3 separate regions of the Mus musculus genome follow, and regions 2 and 3 are each linked to region 1. The links are chromatin contacts, called in public HiChIP or PLAC-seq maps. All regions are on one chromosome and are shown on one strand. The core of a region is the stretch at or near the end of the contact, and the rest is flanking DNA. Distances in the headings are between cores, read along the strand shown.

What was found. HiChIP or PLAC-seq counts read pairs in DNA pulled down with a chosen protein or histone mark.
Region 2: a contact with region 1 is called in an H3K27ac HiChIP or PLAC-seq map of embryonic stem cells, with 5 times the contacts expected there. The contact joins the promoter of Arhgap11a here to the promoter of Katnbl1 in region 1. A contact is called at or near these places in 2 of 39 promoter capture datasets (the 3T3-L1 cell line and embryonic stem cells), 5 of 115 datasets of contacts at active chromatin or transcription factors (astrocytes, bone marrow-derived macrophages, embryonic stem cells and 1 more) and 1 of 9 other capture datasets (liver).
Region 3: a contact with region 1 is called in an H3K27ac HiChIP or PLAC-seq map of the NIH/3T3 cell line, with 4 times the contacts expected there. The contact joins the enhancer-like site here to the promoter of Katnbl1 in region 1. A contact is called at or near these places in 2 of 39 promoter capture datasets (the 3T3-L1 cell line and embryonic stem cells) and 5 of 115 datasets of contacts at active chromatin or transcription factors (the NIH/3T3 cell line, astrocytes, bone marrow-derived macrophages and 2 more).

Annotation. Positions count from the first base shown.
Region 1 is chr2:112,377,614-112,380,845 of GRCm38.p6, reverse strand. It overlaps Katnbl1 (katanin p80 subunit B like 1), which reads right to left and starts at 1,635. Exons shown (of 10, transcript NM_024254.3): 1 at 1,489-1,635. It also overlaps a transcript of Emc4 not described here.
Region 2 is chr2:113,846,996-113,850,227 of GRCm38.p6, reverse strand. It overlaps Arhgap11a (Rho GTPase activating protein 11A), which reads left to right and starts at 1,567. Exons shown (of 12, transcript NM_181416.3): 1 at 1,567-2,267. The coding sequence starts at 2,139.
Region 3 is chr2:113,419,412-113,422,643 of GRCm38.p6, reverse strand. The region is part of intron 2 of Fmn1 (formin 1); the gene reads right to left. Among named protein-coding and RNA genes, the nearest start is that of Gm13963, 29 kb to the right of the region's middle. Within about 2 kb of position 1,718, at least 74 of the 459 cell types and tissues checked have an H3K27ac peak or open chromatin away from gene starts, as enhancers often do. A contact at or near this core is called in the NIH/3T3 cell line and astrocytes, where this site is marked.

The DNA.
Region 1 (3,232 bases), core at 386-2,885:
CCAGTACTGTGCTGGACACTGAGGCAATAGAAACCTCAGTAATTGCTGAATGAAGTTTCAAGGTTTCCATATGAATAAGTGCTGACTACTGAAGGTAGCTTACTCTTGAGGTGTTTCTCTGCAAGGTGTTATGAAGTATACTCATTCCAAATACAAAATAGTGTACCCAGTTTTAAAGAATCATGTTTCCAGCTGTTCTCTGGTCTCTGAAAAGTGAAACCATAAACCTTATTTCTATTTATCTTAGAAACATTTTTTTCCCTCAAACACAAAAATTAATCGTGGTCAATACGAGCAGGGAATGTGGTTGGTGTGTGGATTCATTCATGTGTAGTGTACACAGAGGCGTACGCACATAAATATCTCCGAAGCTCAAGCAAATGAAACAACACTTTGGACATTAGTAAGATCAAGGCAGAGGAGGCGGCCCTGTGGCTTTGTGGAGCAAATAACTATGTAACCCTACCTAAGATGACTTCCCCGTGCCTTTTTCCCGTGTCAAAATGATGATAATACTACCTATTCCAAAGCAGCACTCTTAAAACAACTCTTAGCACACAGAAAACAAAATAAGTAAGTTATTACTCGTTATGGCTTATTACAAGTCCAGCTACTATCCAAGCAAAAAGCCTCCATGCATAAACTTCTGACTTGAAGAAGCTGATTTGAAAGAGAGAAGAGGGCTGGAGAGATGGCTCAGCCGTTAAAGGCTAGGCTCACAACCAAAAATATATGAGAGAGGAAAAATCCTGAATGATTTTGTATAAAGTTTCAGATATTAGGTGGACTGGTGTCTCAGCGAGCTCGTTAAGTACGAAATCGGCAATAATTATAGAATTATCTCTTCCAGTTACTTTTTTCTCCAGATCTGCCAAGAAATTGATATAGCTGTTTTCAAGGGACTTTAGAAGCCAGTACAAAACAAATCAACTCTTTGTTATCTCCATGCCTAAGCTCAGTTAAGCACCTAGGTACAATTACGGAATAACTTTTCAGAAAGCACAACGAGGTTTTAAAAGTTGCAGTCAATGATTCTTATGCGGCTATGTCAAGTTTCTGTCCTTAGAAACAAAAGCCGATCTGTCTGGGACTCAAAAATTCCTCAGAAAAATAAGGAAATGCCTCAGCCGGGCCTAGGCTGCTCTGGGGAAAACCTGTCCTCGCAGAGCAATCTTCTCACGCGCCCCGTCTTTCCCCGTAGGGTGCAGATGTCGACTCCACCCGAAGATAAATAAATGACAGTAGGTTTGATCCATGCCTCTCCTGCCAGGACCCCCGAGGCCTGCAGCTCCAACCTCCAGACAACCGCTCGCCCGGGGGCTCCGCGGGAGACCGGGGGCCCCACCCGCCTGCGTCCCGCCCCGACCCCGCCGCCCAGCCCCGGAAAGGCCGCTGCCGCGGGGCCTGCAGGTGGGCCCGGCCAGCTGCTCAAGAAGCCCGCCGCGCGAGCAGCAGCGAAGGCCCCAACCGGGTCCGGCCGTCACTTACCGGCGCCTCATGGTACCGCAGCGCCCAAGCTCAGCCACTGTGCTGATGAACCGCTCCCGGCAGCTCGGAGCGTCCCTCGGATCCCCAGCCGGGCCCCACTCACAGCCATTCAAACACCGCCGCGCGCGGCCCGCCGGGATAGCTACCCCGTGGGCGGCCAGCCGGGCCCCACCCAGCTCAGACTCCGCCCCCTCGGATGCCTGCCGGAGGGGGACCAGGGTGCGGGGCGGCGGCGCCCCCTCGTGTCCACAGGTGCGTCCGACGCTTTGCCACAAGAACAGTGGACCTGCGGGTAAGGGACAATCTACACGTGGGGCAATCTGCTGTTAAAATCGTTCAGGAGAAGATGAATATTCATTTTCATTTAAACCACCAGGGTATAGTGGTTAAAAGCGTGGACTCTGGAACTGTGCCACTTTGGACGAGTCACAAAACGGTGTGCTTTTGAATTCCTCATCTGTAAAATGGAAATGAGGAAAATGCATCTGCCTCAGTATTGCTGGGGATAGCAAATGGGTTAATACATACAAAGTAATTTGGAGAGTATGTGGCTCCTGGTAAACACTACATAATTTCTGACTGTCTTGTTTTCTGTTACGTGTCACACTTCCAGAATCTCTTTTAACAATTTTTATCAACTTTATTATTTAAAAAAAAAAAAAAAACCGAAAAATTTGCAACTCCCAGCACCCTCCCTACCCAAAAACTCACAGACTGCTGCAACAGTCTTCAGACAAATGTGTATAATATAGGTCCTCTCCTCAGAAAGCAAGCTCAGTCTTCTTCGGTTGGGAACAAGACTATAAGATTAGGATTGGGCCGGGCAGGGTGGTGCACGACTTTAATCCCAGCACTTGGGAGGCAGAGGCAGGCGGATTTCTGAGTTCGAGGCCAGCCTGGTCTACAGAGTGAGTTCCAGGACAGCCAGGGCTACACAGAGAAAACTAGTCTCGAAAAACAAACAAACAAACAACAACAAAAGATTAGAATTGGTTCTGCCCCTGACATATTTTTAGTTACTGAGGGCAATTCCCTTGACCAGAGCCTGCTCAGGTTAAGCCACTGGTCAAGGGTAGCAAAGATAAGACTAAGTTTGTCTTCTGTGGTTGTTGTCCCCAGTACAGCAGCCAAGCAAGTAGGGCATTTGATGCAAGTCTTCCTCATACATCCCGTGGCTCACTTTTTTATATGCTCCTGAAAGAACTCTTAGGTCTTAAGGAAATGGCTGCTTAAGTTAAGTTCATCAACATGTTTAAGGATTTCCTATGCACCTAGCAGACTTGTCTCCAGGTGTTATAGACAACAGGAGGTGGCTTGGAAAGTCAGAAAGAGTGGTATTTGCAATACACCACACTGAGTGAGGTCATGAAAGCTATATTCTAAACGATGTGGATATTCAGAGCTAAGAGGCCATTAGTTAAGTATAATGTCATATATTTGTCCTCTGCAACAACAGGGCCCTAGCTTTAATCAAAAAAAAAAAAAAAAAAAAAAGTAACAATGAAAACATTGAAGCAGCCAGTTATGGGAATGGGAAAATATTTCTAGACTACTTTGTGTGAGCAATGTCTTTGAGAGCTGCTCAGATGATACCAAGCACAAGCAGGCACATGCCTCTATGTGTAGCCACACCTGCAAGCTCCATCTGGGTGAGCCAGTGAGAGGAACCAGGCCAGAGAGAATACTTCCTAAACATGACTTCTACCAAGTAGGTGGTGGTGCTTTAAAATAGAAGCGTAACGCA
Region 2 (3,232 bases), core at 318-2,817, 1.5 Mb before region 1:
TCCTATAACAGCATGGCCAAGCCTGTCACAATGATACCCTACTCCCTGGGACCAACTTCTGTTCCCAATTAGTTACTATCAGTGTGATGAAGCACTGACCAAAAGCAACATGGTGAAGAAAGAGATATTTAGCGTTATATATTCACATCACTGTCCATCATTGAAGGAAGCCAGGAAAGGAACTCAAACAGGACAGGAACCTGAAAGCAATAACTGATGCAGAGGCCATGGAGGAGTGCTACTTCCTGATTTACTCATTATAGCCTTCTCAAACTGATTTCTTACAAAACCGAAAACCACTTGCCCATGGATGGCACCACTCACAATGGGATGGGTCTTCCCCATCAATTACTTAGTAAGAAAATACCCTACAGCTGGAACGTGTGGCATTTTCCTCACTTGAGGTTCCCTCCCTTCAGATAATTTTAGCTTGTGTCAAGGTGACATAAAAACTATCCAGTGCATACATACATGGATGTAAATAGAAAGCACTATTTAATATTCAAAAGCTAACCTAAGCACCTTAAAAGGAATTCTTAGCCATCGAAGAACCAGAACAACGTGGCCTAGAGAAGGATATACACAACATAAGTTATTTTTATAGTTATGACTGAATGCATACACATTCTCTCTCTCTCTCTCTCTCTCTCTCTCTCTCTCTCTCTCTCATGTGTGTGTGTGTGTGAGAGAGAGAGAGAAAGAGAGAGAGAGAGAGAGAGAGAGAGAGAGAGAGAGAGAGAGAGAGAGAGAGAGTAGGATTACTGGTGTTTGGAAAAGGAAAGGCAGCTCTGGGAAACAAGAGGAGAAGGTGATGTCATGCATTTAAATCAGACAGCTGAGGTTTCAGTAATGGCAATGGCAAACAGGACTTCTGGTCCTTTAACCAAGTCCCACAGAGGTAAACTATTGCTGCAGCTGCCTCCTACAGCTCCGTATTCCTCCACTACTCTCTCGTGACAAGTCATCTTTGTTGTGCTTAATTACCTTAATTACCTTATGTAAGAAAATTTAATAATACCACCAGTCTCCCAAAGAAGGACCAATGGCTCACAGTTCCAATTCCCTTCTAAGACCTTGGGTCCGGGTCTCAAAAACAAAACAAAACAAACAACAACAACAACAACAACAAACGGCGTTTGTGATTCATAACTAAACTTGACTCCTCCCGCCTTCCGTAGAATCGGTTTTCCCTATGACGGGACCTTTAGCTTTAGTGGAGAAATGAAAGGGCGGAAGTGGGGGGAGGTTATGAGCTGTCTATTCGGATCTCCGAAGTATATTGTCCGAAGAGCAAAGCAAACATATTTGAACACGTTTTTGACATTTTTCTTCCAAAGAAATAGGCAAAGAGAAAGAGGAACTCACTCTCTTCACATTTCTTAACCCTGATCTCAACGCTCGCTGTGCTTTCGGCTTTGCCGGAACCTTTTAGACAGGCAGCTCCTGGCCACCCCAAAGGGTCCTCATTTTGAAAACAGGAGCGGGCCAATCGGATGCGGAGCGCTGTTTGGCGCTGGCATTTGAGCCACTGCTCAGGTGCGGTCGCGTCGGGTCTGATGTGTGCCGAGAAGGTGGGGCGCTGGCGGAGCCGAGTCACTAAGCTTTAGCGGGCCGGGGCCACAGGCAAGGCTGATGGGCTAGGGGAAAGGCTGCGTGTGAGACGGGGTGACGGCGGGGACCAGCCCGGGCAGGGACCGGGACTGGGGATCCCTGAGCAGCCGGCTGGCCCGGCTGGAGGGAGTAGCTTAAGGTTGCATTTCCATCTCAAGAAATCAGAGCGGGGAAGGCCACCCTGCGGGGAAGAGGATAAGTGGAAGTGTCCGGAAGCGAGAAACTAGCTGCAGGCGTTAGTCTGGGGAAACGGAAGAGTCAGAAAAAAGGGAAGTTTGTGGAAGTAACTGACAGGGCTGAGCGACCCGGAAAGAAGGCTGGTGGAAGTGAAACAAGAGTGAAGAGAGGCGCGAGAGAAGAAGGTCTGTGTAAGTGGATCGAGGGAAAGTGGAGGAAGAGTGCCAGAGGTGGCTGGAAGGCAGCGGAGCAGAGCGAGCCTGAGGGCGTTTGGCAAGTGGAAGAGTTGGTTGGTGGCAAAGAAAGTCAGGACCCGGAGTCGGCCTCGGAGAGTAGGCGACGTGTTCGGGATGTGGGATCAGAGACTGGTCAGATTGGCCCTGCTGCAGCAGCTTCGAGCTGTCTATGGCATTAAGGTCAAGGGTGGCCGCGGTCAGTGCGATCGCAGGAGACATGAAACTGCAGCTACGGAAATAAAGGTAAGTTACAACGTGTTGGGACAAGGGCATACCCATTTTATTCTGGATAAGAAAGACACGTGGTTAGAATGCAGTCTCGGTGGTGATGATCAGACGTGCCTCCCTATGTTGCCGTGGGTTTTTGTTTTGTTTTACAGTGCTAGGAATAGGATACCAGGCTCCCTACTTAAATACTGTGCCACCGATCTGGTAATCTGTCGTGTTTTAAACAAGCAGTATGTGGGGGAGGGGAACACACTATCCTGTCAGGCTGGGGTGGGCAGTCAGAACATTTCAAACGAATCATTAGGGAGACAGTCAGGCCAAGTTTAGAAATAGGCTTCATAGGATCCTTCTGTATCCAGCAATTTACGAAGAGGCCTGCTGCCCGACATTTTCGCAGTTTCTGATCTCTTTAGCAGAGTAGACATTACCCACCCAACATCAACATTTGTCCTTGACAAAACAAAGCTGTTTTTTTAACAAGCAAATTGAGAAACCAGAGTTGGTTGAAGTTTTTTGTTTTGTGTTGTTTTAATCACTCACTTTTGCTAAAGTCTCAGGATCCTCACCTCCACCCCCTGCTCCCCAGTTACTTTTGTGTGTGTGCACTGTTGGACCCATGCCATGCTATGCCATGCCATGCCATGCATCTGTGGTCAGAAGGACAACTTGCATGAATTCTCTCCTGTTTGTGGACCTTGGAGATCAAACTCAGGTTGTCAGGCTTAGCAACAAACGCTTCACTCGTCTAACTGTCACTGGCCCAATAAGCTGTTTTTTTGATTTAGTGGTAGAGGTCAAGAGATTTGGGTTGAGATCTTATCTCTAAGACTTTGTGAAAAACTGAATAAGTCATTTTAAAGTAAGTAGGAGCTGGGTGGTAGCACACTCCTTTAATCCCAGCACTTGGGAGGGCAAAAGCCAGCCTGGTCTAGGGAGTGAGTACCAGGCCAAGGCTATACAGAGAAATCCTGTCTCAAACA
Region 3 (3,232 bases), core at 469-2,968, 1.0 Mb before region 1:
GTCAAAAGGAATGGGAAAGAATGACATAAGGCGACTCACTTTATTGCAAAGTTATAACAATCCTAAATTTGTACTACTGATACCTAATAAAAGGTACCGGTACGTGAAACAAAACTACCAGAAATGGATGGAGAAATATACAAATTCAAAATTATATGGAGAGACTTCCATATTACTCTCTTATTAATTGCCATAAAAGACTGACAGAAAATCAGTGAAGTCAGGAATGGTGGCTTGTGCCTGGAACTCCACCACTCAGGAAGCTGAAGCAGGAAGATTACCATGAGTTCAAGGTTAAGTAAGTTCAGGACAGCCTGGGCTACGTAGCGAGACCCTATCTCAAAAATAAGACTGCAAAATCAATGGATACAAAGACTTACCAGATTTTATCTAATAGTTATAAGATATCCCACCCAATAATTGGAAAATATGTACTCTTTCCAGACATATGTAGAATGTATAACCAACTATTTGAAAATTAAAGAACATACTTAACCTCAAGTGTTAAAATCACAAGAAAAAGTAGAGGAAATTGGGGTCACAATTAAAGTGGAATTCATAGGAAATATATAGACCTGCTCAATACTGAATGGTACTCCCTAATTCTCCTAAATGTTCTTTTGGCTAGGGGAATGTTGCACACGGTGAACACATCGTTAACCTAGAAAAGATCATATGCTTTCTGAACACTGCTATTGAATTCCCCTGCTTTGCTCCCAGGAACCTTTCAGTCTCTATGGTTAGGCATATGTTGGACACTGATCTTGAAGAAACAAAACCAGCTCCAGAGAAAGAGCTCTGAATGTATTAGCGGTTCCTAGGAAGACAGGCCTTCCAGCTTACTCTACAATGAAGTCCCAAGCCAGAATCTTTACAGACATTATCTGTCCAAGTTAGCTTGTGGTTCCAGTGGCTGCCAGTTAGCTGAGAACTTCTAACACCACAAGCAAGAGGCTAGAGAATAAAAGGAGAAACAGGCTGAGTAATTCCACACTTACTGCACCCACAAGATCTCTGAGGCTGCTGTTTTCCACAGTCATACCTCCTACTGATTGCTGCTTTTCTATTCTGCAGTTCTTGTCAGCTTTCTAACAATGGAAATTTGTTTCCCTTTCAAGCCTAGGAGTGTTCCTAAGGGCCACCCACTCATGTTAGTTCCTGGAAACCCATAAACCTGGACTTGTTTTCTTAACTAGGTCATTCAGTTCATACATAGCCTCTAAAAACTACCTTCAAGTTTGGACTTACTAACTCTACTCTTTAACTTTCCATCAGGAACTCTGACAAATATTGGCGCTGGCAATGATATCTATTTCCTGCCTTCTAACATGTTCATATTTACTAATGCACATAGGCCCTTGCTGTCTGCTACCCACGGTACTCATTTAGAATAATAGCGATACTGTGATTGGTCCATCCATTCTCCAGTGAGCTATCAAAGTGATCAACCCCTTCTCACCTTCTGTTCTGACAGAGAACGGGAAATTGACATAGCCCCAAATAAGGGAGGGATGTAGTTAAGTATACTACTTTCTTTCTCAGGTGAAGACGATTCAATTGGTACAAAAGAGAAGCACAATAAATAAATCAATAAAGGCACAAGACCAGAGACCTCCTCAGACATATTTGGCAGCAATATCACATCTGAATAACAGCTACAATTGGCATCCTTGTGTAACTGAGCTTACAAAAGGCTAGCTGTTCTCCCCAAGTTACCTAGAGTCCTGACTAACCCTAAAGGAATTCCAGTGGCGAAGTGCTAAGAATGAATCACCATCTCTGCACCATTCCAATCTTTGACGCTGGCACAAATCTCTTCGGGTCCTTTATGGCTTAGTGTATGTCTTCAAGAAACAAGGGAAATAATATGATGCTTTCTTTCCCAGAACACATAGGTATAAGGAGTTCACACTCATGGTCAAAGGAATGGTTCAGTAGGCATATTCTCAAATTCATTTTACTTGCTTTTAGGTATTTTTGTTGTTTCTGATTCTCTCCTTCAATGTATAATATGATCCAGAAAACCAAACCAAACCAACCAAACATGGACAACAAACCATTGAAGCAAAAGAGGAGTTTCATGTAGGAGGACATTGGAGAACTCAGGGTCTTGTCAACATGTTTTGTTCAGCTAAAGTACCACAGATTCTTTTCATTACACCTTGGATCCATTTGCTCAAACATGAAGCTAGTCCTAATCATGTTTAATTAATTAGCTTGCTTTTAGCATCACACCAATATTTGAGTCCCCTCAAGGGGACTGTTGCAATCATCAGTGTGATTTTGCTATGTCTTTAGGCCATTATTGCACCAGAAAACACAGCTCCGATTTAAATTGCATGTCAGCAGAAAAAAATCAATGTACTAAAAGAAAATTGATTCCATAAGCCAAAATCTTTATGAAGGCAACTGATCCATAAAGTGAGTTAAAACTATACTAAGAACAGAATTGAATTCTCTTTCTTGGCCAAAAAGGACTTATCAATGTATTCAAATTCATGATAAACATTCACTGGGAAAAATTACAGTAAATAGGAAAATAGGGATCTTACAGCCTGAGGTTGATGAGAAATCATAAATCAGTACAAGATTGTCAGCAATGCTTCAGTGTAACGAAAAGGGTTGGGCTGATGGGTGTTGTAGAGACAAATGTATCTATCAGGAGTCGGGCTTTTATTGTGGGCTCACATGTTACACAACCAAAGGAGAATTATATAGGCCAGTGGTGAGTCTGCTGATAAACACAAGTTCCAAATAATTAATGCTCTCTTCCCTTATTTGAAATGAAAATGTACAGATGAAGGGCAGGAATATACCCGATTCCTGGGGAAAGCCACGGGCTTGCTCACACCCAGGGATGGGGTGGGGTGGGTGAATGACTTTTCAAGGGACTCAGCTTTGCTCAAGCCACGGAGAAACCAACTGGCAAAGGAAATGAGAACACATTGCTAGGGCAACAGGCAACAAAAGTCTATTCCTGCAGCAATGCCTTCCAGCTAATTTAATCCTAAAATAGTTCTGTAATTTGCCACAGAATCTAGAACAGCATGCATTACTGAAAAGGATAAAACAGTAAAGGAACGATTGGATAATTTCATGTAAATTACTAAAGGTGTTACTTTGCTGAAGAGACTTGACACTATTTTCTTTGCAAAAAAAAAAAAAAAAAAGAAAGAAAGAAAATTGTTAGATCGTGTCTATTTTTAAAACAGTGTAAATTTGAGTCTTAATA